Regions from separate parts of the Pan troglodytes genome. Here region 1 is linked to region 2. Evidence: chromatin contacts called from public HiChIP or PLAC-seq data. All regions are on one chromosome and are shown on one strand. Each heading gives the region's core, a stretch centred on a gene start, on an enhancer-like site or on the middle of the called end of the contact. The rest is flanking DNA. Distances are from core to core; before and after follow the strand shown. Region 1 holds the start of THSD4 (thrombospondin type 1 domain containing 4). Region 2 holds the start of LRRC49 (leucine rich repeat containing 49).

Evidence for each region. HiChIP or PLAC-seq counts read pairs in DNA pulled down with a chosen protein or histone mark.
Region 1: a contact with region 2 is called in an H3K4me3 HiChIP or PLAC-seq map of stem cell-derived excitatory neurons, with 2.3 times the contacts expected there. The contact joins the promoter of THSD4 here to the promoter of LRRC49 in region 2. A contact is called at or near these places in 1 of 7 Hi-C or Micro-C datasets (stem cell-derived neural progenitor cells) and 1 of 1 datasets of contacts at active chromatin or transcription factors (stem cell-derived excitatory neurons).

The regions. Positions count from the first base shown.
Region 1 is chr16:63,112,609-63,119,398 of NHGRI_mPanTro3-v2.0_pri, forward strand. THSD4 (thrombospondin type 1 domain containing 4) reads left to right here and starts at 2,645. Exons shown (of 18, transcript XM_009429466.5): 1 at 2,645-2,869. It overlaps CT62 (cancer/testis associated 62), which reads right to left and starts at 2,674. Exons shown (of 4, transcript NM_001252009.3): 1 at 2,303-2,674; 2 at 803-931.
Region 2 is chr16:62,884,261-62,891,402 of NHGRI_mPanTro3-v2.0_pri, forward strand. LRRC49 (leucine rich repeat containing 49) reads left to right here and starts at 5,860. Exons shown (of 16, transcript NM_001246364.1): 1 at 5,860-5,959; 2 at 6,601-6,657. The coding sequence starts at 5,912. It overlaps THAP10 (THAP domain containing 10), which reads right to left and starts at 5,362. Exons shown (of 3, transcript XM_523207.7): 1 at 4,861-5,362. The coding sequence starts at 5,289.

The DNA.
Region 1 (6,790 bases), core at 1,395-3,894, 230 kb after region 2:
AGCATACTTAATATTCACTGATGCTTACACATAATATAAATATCTCTTTGTTTAAAATGAGTATAGGCTGGTCTCTGTGGCTCATGCCTGTAATCTCAGCACTTTGGGAGGCCAAGAACGGAGGATCACTTGAGCTCAGGAGTTTGAGACCAGCCTGGGCAACACAGCAATACCTCCTTTCTACTAAAAATAAAAAATGAAAAAAAAATTAGTCAAATGTGGTGGCGCACGCCTGTAGTCTCAGCTACTTGGGAGGCCGCAGTGAGAGGATTGCTTGAGCCCAGGAGGTGGAGCCTGCAGTGAGCTGCAATCGTGCCACTGCACCCCAGCCTGGGTGACAGAGCAAGATACTCTCTCAAAATAAATAAACAATAAAACAAGTATTATCTTGACTTTAAAGAAAGAGACTTTCTTGTGACATATAAGCAAAATATGGTCAAAACAATTTGACCAAGGTTGAAAATGGACTGGAATCACTTCTAAGGAGCCAGCCTAGGTCTGTCGAATCAAGTTTGCTCACTAATAAACATACTTTGGTTATGTCGGATGTTAACATTAGAGGAAGAGGGTGGGAGATATAAGGGGATTCTTTGTACTATTTGTGAAACTTGTCTAAAATTATTTCAAAATTAAAAAATAACAAACAAAACCACATCCTTTGCTCCTAAGCCCTGTTCGCCCCAGACCTTATGTGATGAACTCACTCCATTCTTTAAGATCCAGCTCTGCGGAGCATCTCAGATTCCCTGTCCTGAGGCAGGCACTCCTGTATGAGCTCTTAAATACTTCTGCATTTACCTACCACCTACTGGTATGGTTTTCTGACTATATTTCATCTTCTTCGCCATACGTAGAGTTTCTTTTAGAATGGAAAGTTTTCTTCCTTTCCTCTTTGAATCCTAGCACCAAGGCCACACTCGGCACTAAATACCTGTCTCAAATGAATGAATAAATCAATCTTGTTTGAACAAATCTTATTAGTTTTGCTTTTTTAAAATTATGGTAAAATGTACATAACATAAAAATTTCCATTTTAACCATTTTTAAGTGTATAATTCAGTGACATTAAGTACATTCTAAAGTTGCGCAGGTTTTTTTTTTTTAATCAGTTCTAAATGGTTTAAACTGGCCAGTATTTACTAGAGCTGTTAGATCGACTTAATTTGGACCCATGAGATTCGTGACACTCAGAATTAATCTAATCCCATTTACACCAGGTGCCTCCCATCAAAATCTGTTTGATCAAGTGTGGAATTATTTCATCCCATTGGAACCAGCTCTTGAATCAGTCAGAACTGGCTCTGCCAGGCTCTGGGCCAGTAGTCGGCGCTCAAAATGGTGTTTCTTTCTTTGGCCTAATCTCTTGAGTAGCCACTTTCCCTTTTGTTAATTTTTTTTTTTTTCTGGAGGACAATCTTCCCTGGGAGCTCCCTTCTGCTCCCACGAAGCGCTCTGCACCCAGCCCTGGTGCTGCCTGGCTCTGGGGCAGGGAGCTTGCATTCTGCCACCTCCTTCATTGTCCTCTCGGTACACCTGCACTTTCAAAACAACCCCTGCAGGCAAGCTTTAGAGGCAGCGATAAACAAACAGGCTGACTGAAATTTAGGGAAACGCCTGTATCTGGACAGCCTCTTCAAATATTTGTCACCCCCTCCCTGCTCTGGGGAAAAACGAGACAGTTCCTCACAGTCACTCTATTTCCTGCCTTCCCAGCTCTGAACACCTTGGCTCGAATGTAAAGAATTTGGCTCTGAATTAGGACTCAAGAAACTGGGCCCTAGTAATTTTCCCTCCATTAACTAAGCGCGTCACTTTGGTCATGCCCTTTTGGGGGCAATAATTTCCCAATTCGTAAAACGAAGGGATCAAAGTTTGATTTTTATCATTATTAATGATAATAATAATAATTATTATTTTTTTGCAGCAGGCTTTTTTTTCCCCAACAAAATATTACTCTGAATAAGACAAGAAAGAATCCCGAACGGCTCTGGCTGTCAGGGTGTGTGTGTCTCCTCCCCATGCTGTCTAACCCCAGTTGGAATTTGGAGGGCTCTTGTCCTTTCCCCTTGGCCTCAGAAGGAGCCCAGCGCGTCCTACGTTGCGTGGGAGTGTGTGTGTGACCAGGGCTCCTTCCTGCCCTTAGAGTCACCGCCCCCTTCTCGCACAGGTTTACAGCACCACTTGCCTCGCCCACTCCCCGCTTTGCCTCCGCCCCATCCTGATGCTGCCGGAATGGCTGTTCCACATGGAAGGATGCCCGCGTCCGTCCCCTGCCCCAGTCCTTCAACAGGTCCCCACAGACCTCAGGATAAGATGAACGCGGAATTCAGGGCCTGGTCTCAACCGCCCTCTCCCTTTTCCTCTCACTTAGACGACCCTGGCCAGCTGGGCCACTCTCCACTCTCGCCCCCTCCCGCCCTCGTGGCCTCTGTCTAGACCGTGCTCCCTCCTACTGGGTGATGTCTCTTCCCCTGGGACCCAGGGACCATCCTGTTGTTGACCTCGGGGGTCGGGGGTGCGGATGGGGGCCGGCCCTTCCCGCGGTCGCCGCCAGGGGGCGGCAGGAGCGGCTCCAGATGACAGCGGGAGGCCGCAAGAGGGGAGGGAGGAAGGACCGAGGGAGCGCGGATCCCGCTCTCGGATCGCAAACTCTGAGCCAGAGCTCTCCGCTCGCGCCTGAACCGCTGGCCGCCCGCGCAGCCCGACGCGGAATCGGGGCACAGCGGAAACCCGTGCAGGGCGGGCGCGGGGCGGCTGGGCGGCGGCGGCCGTCCATGCGGCGGCGCTCGGGGCTGCCCGGCGCCGGGAACCACGCGGGGGCGAGGCGAGGCGAGGCGGCCGCCGGTCGCTCCGGGACGCGGACCGCCAGGTGAGCAGAGCCGCGCGCCCCGCGTCCCCTGCGCGCCGCCCGCGCGGCCCCGACCCGGCTTCCGCTGCCCAGGCTCCGGCTCCCGCTCTCTGGCCGGCGGGGCGGGCTGGCGCGGGCTACCCAGTGGGTGTGTCCGGGGCGCCGCGGGCTGCGCCGCTCCGGGCTCGGGGAGCCAGCGCGCGCCTGTTCCGTGCGGACGGCTGCGCCTCCTTCTCTGGTTCTCTTCCTTGCTGGGAGTCTTGCTCTGTGCTGGCGCCGGCGCTCATCCCTCCACCCTCGACTCTAGGGACAGTCTTAAACTCTAGGGACAATCCACCTCAGTCGTCCCCGGGTCGGGGCCCCGTGCTCCCCGGGTTGGGTCGGAGGGGACCGGCGAGTGCACACCCAGCCCGTGCGCCCCCCACCTCAGCCTCGCCTCCCTCCCGCCTGGGGCCCGAGAGCCGGGCAAGTCTCGGTCAGCGCTCCTTGAGTCCTGGCCTGGGGCCTCGGATCTGTGTGTCTGTCTGTCTCAGTTTAGTTGCTGCAACCCAGCGAGCGCCTGGAGCCCGAGTGGATGGGTTGTTTCCGCCAACTCTGGACACTTCCTCAAGTGCAGCCTAAGTACCTGCGGCCCCTTGGCGCACTTACAGAAGTAGCTTTTGCACAGCGAGCTCACCTTGGAGCTCTACAGATCTGGAAGTTAAGTTTTCTTTTTCTTTGAAATAACATCAGCCCTGACTTGGGAAGGGGATTTTAGGGCGTTCTCGGGCCCACCTAAGTATCTGGAATTTGTGGTCTAATAAGTTTTTTAAGCAGTCCGCACCCAGCACCGTACCTCCCAGCCTCCTTTGCCGTCTTACTAAAAATGCATGCTTTGCTTCTCTTCCTGTCTCCTTTGCGATCTCTACCACGCTGCGCTTCGCCCTTTTCGGGCTATGGGTCTAAAGCTTGGACGTGGGTAGCAGTCATTGGATGCCTGTTGGAATTTGGAATTAGAGAAATAGATACCCGAGAGAGATCTAAGGAACCGCCTTGTCCAACCCTCCTTTCACAGTTGGAGGCACCCAGGACCCATAACAGTCTGAAGATTTTTCAAGGATCACACAGCTTTTAAAATCTGCGTGTCTTCTACTTGATTGATATTGTTGGAGGTGATGGAGTAACTGGACTTACTAGGGTCTTATTGGGTCTCAATACACAAAGAAGCAAACATTTTAAAAATGTGACTTAAAATACGGAACTCTTCAATTCCTATAGATTTTTGTTGGCATCATAGTTGAATTCCTTTAGAAAACAAAATCCTAGCCCTGAAATTAATGTGAGGAAGCAAGCAGATGGGCGTCCTGGGACTTTCCTATAAATCTCTGCAGGGCTGGAGCAGGGATTTCCCAGAGGTCTGGGCCTGGGAAATGAGTTTGGGTGATCAGGATACTGGAGCCCCTTCTGAATAAGCAACTGGGTTGGTTTCTTGTGGGGAGGCTGGCCAGTTGAACTCATGTGATCTCCTCTGTGCCCAGCACTGGGCGGGGCACCCGCTTGGCATTACCTTCTTTTTAGTCTCCTATGCCATAAAGAAATGTTTCTTACTGGCTGTTAGCGAAAGAAAAATACAGCCCAGAGTTTGGGAGGAAGATCAGGGGTGGGGAGATTTTTGACTTGGAGTTTGTTTTTGTTTTTGCCTAGAAAAACTTGTGGAGATTGCCATCAGTTATCCTACACAGAGGCTGTGTATTGCCGTCTTCTCCATCCCCCACATTTCTCTCCGTGGTACCACTTTTATCCTAATTGCTGGGAGTCTCAATGTTTAAATGTTCCCAACACTCCCATTCTGTCCCCCACATTTATAGCTCATTCATCGCAAAATCTCTTCCACATTCTTTTGTGATATCTGAGGAATTATTTCCCTGTCTCCATTCCCACTGCCCCCACCTTCAGCCATGTCCAAATTACAGTAATAATCTCCCCTCTTGACTCCCAGCCACGAGTTGCTTTCTTCATTTTAATCCATCTTCTTTCATGCTGATAGATTAATATTTCTGAAATTCTGATTTCACCACATCATTTCTCTCAAGAAATCACAATGGCTCCCCAGTATTCACTTCTATTTAATTTATCTCCAACAGATATTTCTGAGCATCTGCTATGTGCCAGGGACTGTTACTATGTGCTGGAGCTTACGCTATGAACAAGACAATATCATTGCCTTCAGGGAGTCCACAGGCTAGCAGATGATAAATAACCACCCAGGGGAGAAAGGGAAGTAAAGAAATAACCGCAATACAAGGGGGATGTGCAAAACATCAAGGAGATGCGAATGAGGGAGAAATTGATTCTGCATGGGAGGAGCTAGGGCAGTTACCACTGGGCTTTGAAGCCTAAGGAGGAGTTCAAGGAGATGGGAAAGGCTGGTGGGGAGGGAGGACAGGCCAAGCAGAGGAAAGAGCTCGAGGAAAGACTGAGAGATAGGAAAGTACTGTATGGACACGGTTGAATCCAGGTTAATTTTCATCAGGGCATTTAAAATGTTTCCTAATCCTAGTCTACTTTATTGATCCAAGAGCCATCCCAACGCCTTCCTGCTTGAAGGCCATCCCTCCACTCACCCAGTCTCTATCATGGTCTTATCTGCCCTCCCCACACCTCCCATCCCCAGCTCAGAAATTCAGATTTCCCCTCTTCTGATCTAAATTTTGCCAGGCAGTGTATCCCACCCAGCCTTTCTTGCACACACTCCTGTGTCTCTTCCCTGCATTCTTTGTGCCTGCTCTATGTTCAGCCTGGATGAGCCTTGCCTCCCCAGCCACTCTGAGGTTTCCCCTGAGCAGCCTCCTTGGGCCTCTCCAGGTCATGGAACACACTGTCTGCATGTTAGTGGCCCCAACACACTTGAAAGCACATGACTATTTGCCTGGGTTTGACCCCTCATCTCACTTTTCCCTTCTCTCTCCTCTTCTTTCTGGTTTTCCCACCTTTTCTTTTTCTTTGCGTGTGTATGCAGAATCGTGATGTTTACTTACGCGCAGATATAAAGGTTTCATGTGTATTTGTTGAATATCCTCGCTGTGAAAATGGATTAAAAATGTCATGCTGGAAGCCAACACATGATGCAGGCTGACGCAGGTGAGGAGAAGATTCAGGGGAAGCTCTGGCTTTAGGCTGCTTTGCTGCCTCTGGCCCCCTCTTGGGATCCCCCAATTTTACTCCTCCTCCGCAGGACCGCTGTGCTGAGGCTGGGACACCCCTTCATCATCTAGGCCTGTTTTGCTCTCTTTTCCTCCTACTGTCAAAACTTACTTCTGTGCCCACAGCCTCGCTGGCTTGTTAGCCTCACTGGGGCCATGCTTAGTGAGCACTGGTGTGTGCAATGCTTGGGGCTTTCAGTGGTTTCTCTTTTAATCCTCCCAGCCACCTAGAAGGGAGACATCAGCATCTGCATTGTACAGTAAGAAAGTTGAGGCTTACTTGCCTGAGGTCAGCAGCTCAGGTTTGGAGCTGAAATCTTAAACCCAGCTCTCTAAATCTGGTGTTCTTTCCACTATATCATTATTTCCTGAAACAGTTGTCCTAGGAACATCTGAATCAAAATTCAGATCTGGTGAAAGAAAACACAGGCTCCAGGGTGGAAGCAGGGCTCGAGAACTGGCGTTTTTAAGATTACCTCAGGCGATTCTTCTGCACACCCAGGTTTGGGGACCACTGCCCTGGTCTTCCTTTACAATGTGGTTCTAGCGACAGGTGGTGGGTTAATACGCCACTTTATCCCAGGCAGCATGTTCCTTTTTGACAGAGGCCCTGACTTTGACTCTGAGGAGTGAGCAATGGAGAGTTGTGGCCAAGGCCAGGAAGAGGGTCCTCTCTTTTGGCCCGAGGGGTCTTTAGTTCAGTCCTGAAGGCCCAGCCCCCTCAGCTTACTCAAAGGCATGTAAACCCACCTGCCACCAG
Region 2 (7,142 bases), core at 4,610-7,109:
GGTTTTGTGTCAATACATTTAAAAATTTAGATGGAACAGACAAATTAAAAAATACTATTAATCAAAATGGATAAACAAAATACTATTTATCAAAATGGATAAACAAAAGAACTCTGAATAACCTTATAACAAAGAAATTGAATCCATCATAAAAAACCTTTCCAAAAGGAAAACTCCTGTCTTATCAATGAGTTCTACCAAATATTAATACCAAATTTATTAATGGATATATGCCATTTTATATAAACATTTCCAGAGAATGAAAAAAGAAGGAACAATTCCAAATCTGTTGGCATAATCTTCATACCAAACCTGAGAAAGGCATTCCAAGAAAGAAAAAAACTGTAGACCAGTTTCACTCGTGCACACAGATACAAAAATCCTAAATATTTTATTTTAGCTAATATTTTATTAAGCAATATGAGAAAGGAATAAAGCACTTTGACCAAATTGAGTTTATTTTAGCCATGCAAGTTTGATTCTATATTTTAAAACCAATCAATATAATTTACTATATTAACATAATAAAAATGTTGTCCTTAATAGATTCAGAACAACCATTTGATAAAATTCACCATTATTTATAATCTAAACTAGAAATAAAGGGGAACATTTCTTTTTATTACAAAGAGAGCTATAAAAAACTATAGTAAAAATCATAATCAAATGGGGAAATATTAAAGGCTTTCCCTCTGAAATTAGGAATGAGAAAAGGATTCCCCTCACCTCTTCTGTTCCCACACTGTACTGGACATTCAAGCCAGTGCAACAGGAAGAATACGAAATAAAAACACGAATATCAAACGCTTTTCTCAGATGATATTTTTGTACATGTATAAAATTCAAGAGAATTTATAAACTATTGAAATTAATAAGTGAGTTTAACAAGGTTTTTGGATACAAGTTCAACAAAAATTAATTTATCAATATGCACTTATAGATTATAAAATTTAAAATACCATTTATAGTAGCAAAATCAAATAGCTGTGAATAAATCTAATGAAAGATATGTAAGACCTCTACAACAAATGCCATAAAACACTTCTAAGAAAAATTTAAAAACCCAAATAAATGGAGATATATGTTCATGGATTAGAAGAGTCAATATTGTCAATATGCCATTTATTCCCATATTCATTTATGAATTCCATGGAGTCATAATCAAAATCCTAGTGAGTAACTTGTGAAAATTGACAAATCAATTCTGAAATGTATCTAGAAATCTAAAGAGCCCAACATAGTCAAAATATCCACAAACATGAACAAGGTAAGAGGTATTAATCAATTGAATATTAATTCTTAATAAAGCTATATAAGACACTGTGATACTTTTGCTTAGGCAAACAGATAAGTGAAACAGAATAAAGTATGTGGAAACAGACCTATGCATATAAAGGGCACTTGATTTATGACAAACTTGACATTGCAAGGCCAAGAAGAAATGCTAGTAGTTTCAATAAAAGATGTTGAGTCAAATGGGTATCAATGTTGGGGAAAATGAAACTTAAATCCTACCTCACACCAAACACAAAAATCGATTCTGAATTAGATCTAAATATAAAAAGTAAAAACAACAAAGTTTATTACAAACAGCATAGTAAAATGTTTTAAGTATTAAGAATAAGGAAAATTATTGGCAATTTGGACTACATCAGAATTAAGAACTTCAGTACATCAAAAGACATTATTAAGAACCAAGAGGCAACCCATAGTGGGAGAAGATAAAAACATTTAACTGAAAAAGGACTTCCAGGCAGAATCTATTAAAAATTCTAAATCAACAAGAAAAGACAGACAATCCAACAGAAAAATGGGCTAGATTTAAAAGGGCATGTCACTGAAGGCTACCTAAATATCCAATTAATATTTGAAAAGGTGTTTCCTTACTAATTTCATCAGTAATCGGGGGATGAAAAGCAAAAACATTACTACGCACTCTGCAAATGGACTCAGATGTGAAAGACTAGAAATCCCACGTATAGGCAAGAATGTGGAACAATGGAAACTATCATACTTGTGGTAGAAGTGTAAATTGGTACAAGTATTTTAGAAAACTATTTGGTATTATCTACTGAAGTTTAATGTAATACTATGACCCAGCAATTCTAGGTATATATCCTCAGAAATGTGTGCACACGTGGACCAAAACACATATACAAGAGTTTATGGTAGTATTACTTATGATAGCCCCAATGGGTAACAACCCAAATGTTCAACAATAGACAGACAAATTTTGGTATATTCATACAATGGAATACTACATAATAATGAAAATGAACTACTGTTATATGCAACAATATGGATGAATCTCAAAAATGTAATGTTGAACAAAAGAAGCCAGACACAGAAAATGGCTACAGTATGATTTGATTTATATGAAATCCCCCCCCCCCAAAAAAAAGCAAACTTGGTTACCTTTGAGGAGAGGGGAGGGGCTGGATATGGGGTGATATAGGGACTCCTGGGGTGCTAGCAATGTTCTGTTTCTTTGACTTGGGTTGTGGTTACACATGTTCAGTTTATGATAATTTAATGACTTGTCCACTTAAGATTTGTTCACTTTTCTGTGTATTTGCTATAGTTCAAGTCAACAATTTAAAAAATTCAGTTGGGTTTTTTAAAAAAGAATACAAAATTAACAGTTAAGGGAAAACAATAAATAAGCCCCTTTCTTTCCTTGGAAGTGGTGTCTTATCTTTTCGGAAGCCCCCTAAAGATATGTAACACTCATATTTATATTGATCTATATATAGCACCAAGCACCCAGAACAGTGTCTACAATAGCTCTTCAATAAATGTTGCAGAATCACTGGAAATCTGATTTTTAGACAGTTAGTCCTGGGATTGGGAAGAAAAACATTGGGTGGGGGAAGAAGTCAGATAGACAAGCCAATTTTTTAGCGATGTGGTTAGGGTTCTTTATCCAGACCAGGCTAAACATTTATTGCTATCAACTCAAAATCTTTTTAACCTTATATACTTTTAAAGTGACTATTTTAGAACTCACACATAGTTTTCTAGTAATTCAGCAAGTATATTAATGTACTATGGATTGTTATAAATTTTGGCTGGTTATACTTACTAAATGGAAAACAGATTTATTATGTATGCTGGATCTGTTTCCCAATGGTTAGTTTTTATGGGTTATAAAGACTTTGGTTGTTTGACTAGCTTGGCTTTTCTTCTCCCAATTTTTGATTAGGTTGTGTAATTATGAAGAAGAAAAATGGTGTAGGGGGATGTGTGTGGCACATGTTTAGTATTTATCTCTCTTGCTACACACATATATATGTATGTGGATGTATATGTTTGGGCAAAGTTTGTATAGGTGGTGATGGTGGACAGATGGTTCAAGGAAAGGACAGCTATCTTGACAGGTATACAGCTTGGTGAGGAGGGAAACTGGCAGATAATTGAAAATTCAATTATAATGCAAAAATTTGTTCTTATAGTCATGTAATCATTCCATAAATATTTATTGAATTACTTAAATTTGTAAAATATTGTTTTAGGCACTGCAATACAATGGCAAAGAAATCAGACATGATCCTAGCTCTCATGGAGCTTACATTCTAATATGAGAAACAAATATTAAGCAAACTACACAATTATTTCATGGCAATTATGGTAAGTGCTACTGAAGTATCTGTGCTATTGAATCACATGGAGTACACAAAGAATGAGAGTACATAACTAAGGGATCAAGGGGAAAGATGTTTAGCTGATTTTTAAGGGAAAAAGACTTAATTGGCAATGATGGGAGTGGGAGGGGCATAGTTCCAGGATATTATAATACATGCAACAACTGAGCAAAGTCTTGTTGGTAGGAAGTAATATAGTATAGTATGTCCAAGAACTGAAAGGTCAGCATGATGGTACACAGTGAGCAACAGGGACAGTGGCCTTGGTTAGGGCTAGTGTGGTATGCAGGGGGAAAAAACATGCAGGGCCATGTAAATTGGGTTAATAATTTTGCTCTTTATCTTAATAATTGCAAGATGCCATTAAAGGGTCTTAAATACCCACCCCAATGTAGGAAGCAGGTTAGTACTGCAGAAAGAGTGTTGGTCTGGCAACCGGACCTAAGTAAGGATTACAGACCCCTGAGGAAATTACTAACCTCTTGCTATAATTTAATCTGTGTAATGGTGGTAAGGCTGAAGTTTATCACAAGGAAGGCTGGAAAGTTTTCTTTAAAATGGTACGTGGGGAAGAAGGTAGTAGTAACCAGATGCAAAATGAGTGCAAACAATGTTTAGAAGGAACAGAAAAGTAGGCAGAAGAGAGCAAGATGGGGAAAGTCAGCTCACTAGGGATACTGAACTTAAAGGCAGCTGGAGCTAGTTATCAGTCATAAAGGAAGCTTGGGGTGGGAAGGGATTTATTAGCAAGCTCCATCATCTTCATCTGTAGCTCCACATCTCCTTCGCCCCATCATTTGTGATACAAATAAGGGACTTTCCTCAAGCTTATGTAATGTTATGCAAACACAGTTTCAAGCACTCCAATCCTGGAGATTTGCTCAAATTAAACCCTTTCTATTTAAAAACTCTGGAGCAGCGAGTGAAAGCAACTCACTACTCTGCAGGACAAGACTGTGTGTGTGTGTGTGTGTGTGTGTGTGTGTGTGTGTGTGTGTTTTGGGGGAGGAGCAGTTAGAAGGAATTAACTGGGTCACTTAATTCCAAAGTGTTAATGATAAGTGGGACCTTGGAGATCACCTCTAAAGCACACCCCTAACTTTGCAGATTAGAAAACAGGAACTTTCGAGATGAGGTGCCTTTCCCAAGGTGACACTAAGTGGAGGAGCCCAGCCAGAGTCCAGGGGTCCTTACACAACCTTCGGTGGTCTCTCTTTACCTGTGAAGCCGCAGCCTGCTTCCCAGCTCGGGGGCGTGTACAGGAGACTGGACCTGGGGCAGCCTCAGAATGCCTGGCTGCCTGGAGCTCTCCTCTCGTGTCCAGGCGGCCTGCTTGGTCTCCCTCCTCTCCCCACTTAGGTGCCGGGGCGGGCACCCGGTGCAGGGTGGGCACGGCGCCTGCCACCAGCCTCAGGCGCTGGGAGAAGCGCAGGTTCTTCTGGATAACCGAAGAGACATCAAAACAGGCTGGGGCAAAGTGGTCAGAGCAGATGACCGAGCGGTCATTGCCTCCGTACCAGTCGGCGCGGCAGCCCCGCACGAAGCGGTCCCAGAGCAGCCGCACGGCCCGGTCCTTGGGAAAGCGGAACAGCGACTTCCCAGACTTGGTGGTGTTGCCGCAGTGGGCGGCCACACAACGGGCCGGCATGGCGGCCGTCTTCGGTGCGCGGGAGCCGGGCTCCCTGGACCTTCGCCCTTGGGCACGCTCCTCGCAGCGGCCTCGGCGAGGCAAGTCCTCCCCTCCTCACCTGTCCACTCCGGGTCGGGATTGTTTCCTTCCCTACCTCTGGTCACCGGAAGTGGCGATCTGGGGCCCCCAATGGGAGGGCTCTTTGATATCTTCCTCCTCCTCCTCCCTGCGCTGCTCCCCAGGAGCCAGTGGACACACGCAGAGGGATACAAATTTCGCGCGGGCAGCGCTGAGGTGGGCCGTAAAGAAGAACGGACCGGAAGTGGTGGTGGTTATAGCAACCAGTGTGGCCAGCCTCTTCCCCAGCTTATCCTCCTCCCAATACTCCCGCTCTGTTTTTATGAGGCTGGGAAAATAGAACGAGGAAGTGGTGACGCACTGGGCTCTCACGAATACAACTAGAAGCTGCAACGACTGTGTGGCTCTATCGATTCGGGAGAGGTCCAGGCCGGAAATGGTCGTTTCCATGGTAACCCTGAGCAGGTTGCCTGGGAGATGACCTCTTTCGGGTCTCTTTGAATCTCCGCTGTAGCGTCACCTGGAAGGCAGATCTAACAGAGAACCTGGACTGTCTCCTATCATGATTCCCGGGAAATATCGCTCTGTTTCTGGCCGGGCTGCGAACAACGTAAGTTGGGCCTTCTACTTTCTCTTTCTTCCCACTGGTACTCTTTCTGACTGGCGTCTTTGTCCTAGGAGATGGGCTGTATTATTAGGACCGGCACCGCTGGGTCTACTCAAGCTATTGTCTGACCAGGGTTTGAGGTTCGTGGGCTGGACCAAGGCACAATTTAATATTGTATGATGGGTACTCAAAGTCTTGTCCAGGATCTGGGCTCCCCAGAAGGTGGAGCTGGTCTGCTGTGAAAGGCTTGGGTTTATTTAAATTCCTTTGGCCAGTCAATTCCTTTTTCTTTTCTTTTCCTTTTAACTGTGAAGAGAATTTATCATTAGGGACTCCCACCTCCTTCACCTGTCTCATTGAGATGTTTATTTAGACCTGAATGGCAAATGTCGAAAGCCTGAGGTACTAACTAGAGGGTTAAATTGCTGCCGACATTTTGGAAAATAAATCAGTGAAACCTTTTAATTCTTAGATGTGATTTTATTCTTTTCAGCAAATCCTCAGAACAAGATCATTTACCAGAAACAGAAATAGAGCATTGTGTTCTAATTTTTTGTTATATTTCTGTTTGTACCTTTTTTTTTTTTGGAAATATGTGTTTGTGTATTAAGAGCAAATTTTATGGTTTAATTTTTACATTTCAGGTGAACTGCGGGCTTCATCTGGTTATTCAAACATCATCGCTTCCTGAAAAAAACAAAGTAAGATTTAAGAAGGTTGGCATTTAAATTGAAGATTGTTTTAAATTCTACACAAATAACAGCATGACTTAAAGTGTAGATAGATTCTAAACTGAAAAATTTAAGTAGATTTGCTTTGATTTCCAGTTTAAAGCTAGTTCTTACTTTCTGCCTACATAAAGCTAAAATAGCCCTCTTTAAAAAACTTAATGTGATTTTATTGATTACAAAAGGTTAAGGGTTTTTTTTTTTTTTTTTTGACATTTACACTTTTTTTTTTTTCTTGAGACAGGGTCTAGCTGTATCACCCAGGCTGGGGCGCTGGGGTGCAGTGGCACAATTTTGGCTCACTGCAACCTCTGCCTCCCAGGCTCAAGCGATCCTCCCACCTCAGCCTCCTGAATAGCTGGGACCACAGGTGCATGCCACCACGCCCGGCTAATATTTTTGTATTTTTTGTAGAGACAGGTTTCACCATGTTGCCCAGGCTGTTCTCGAGCTCCTGA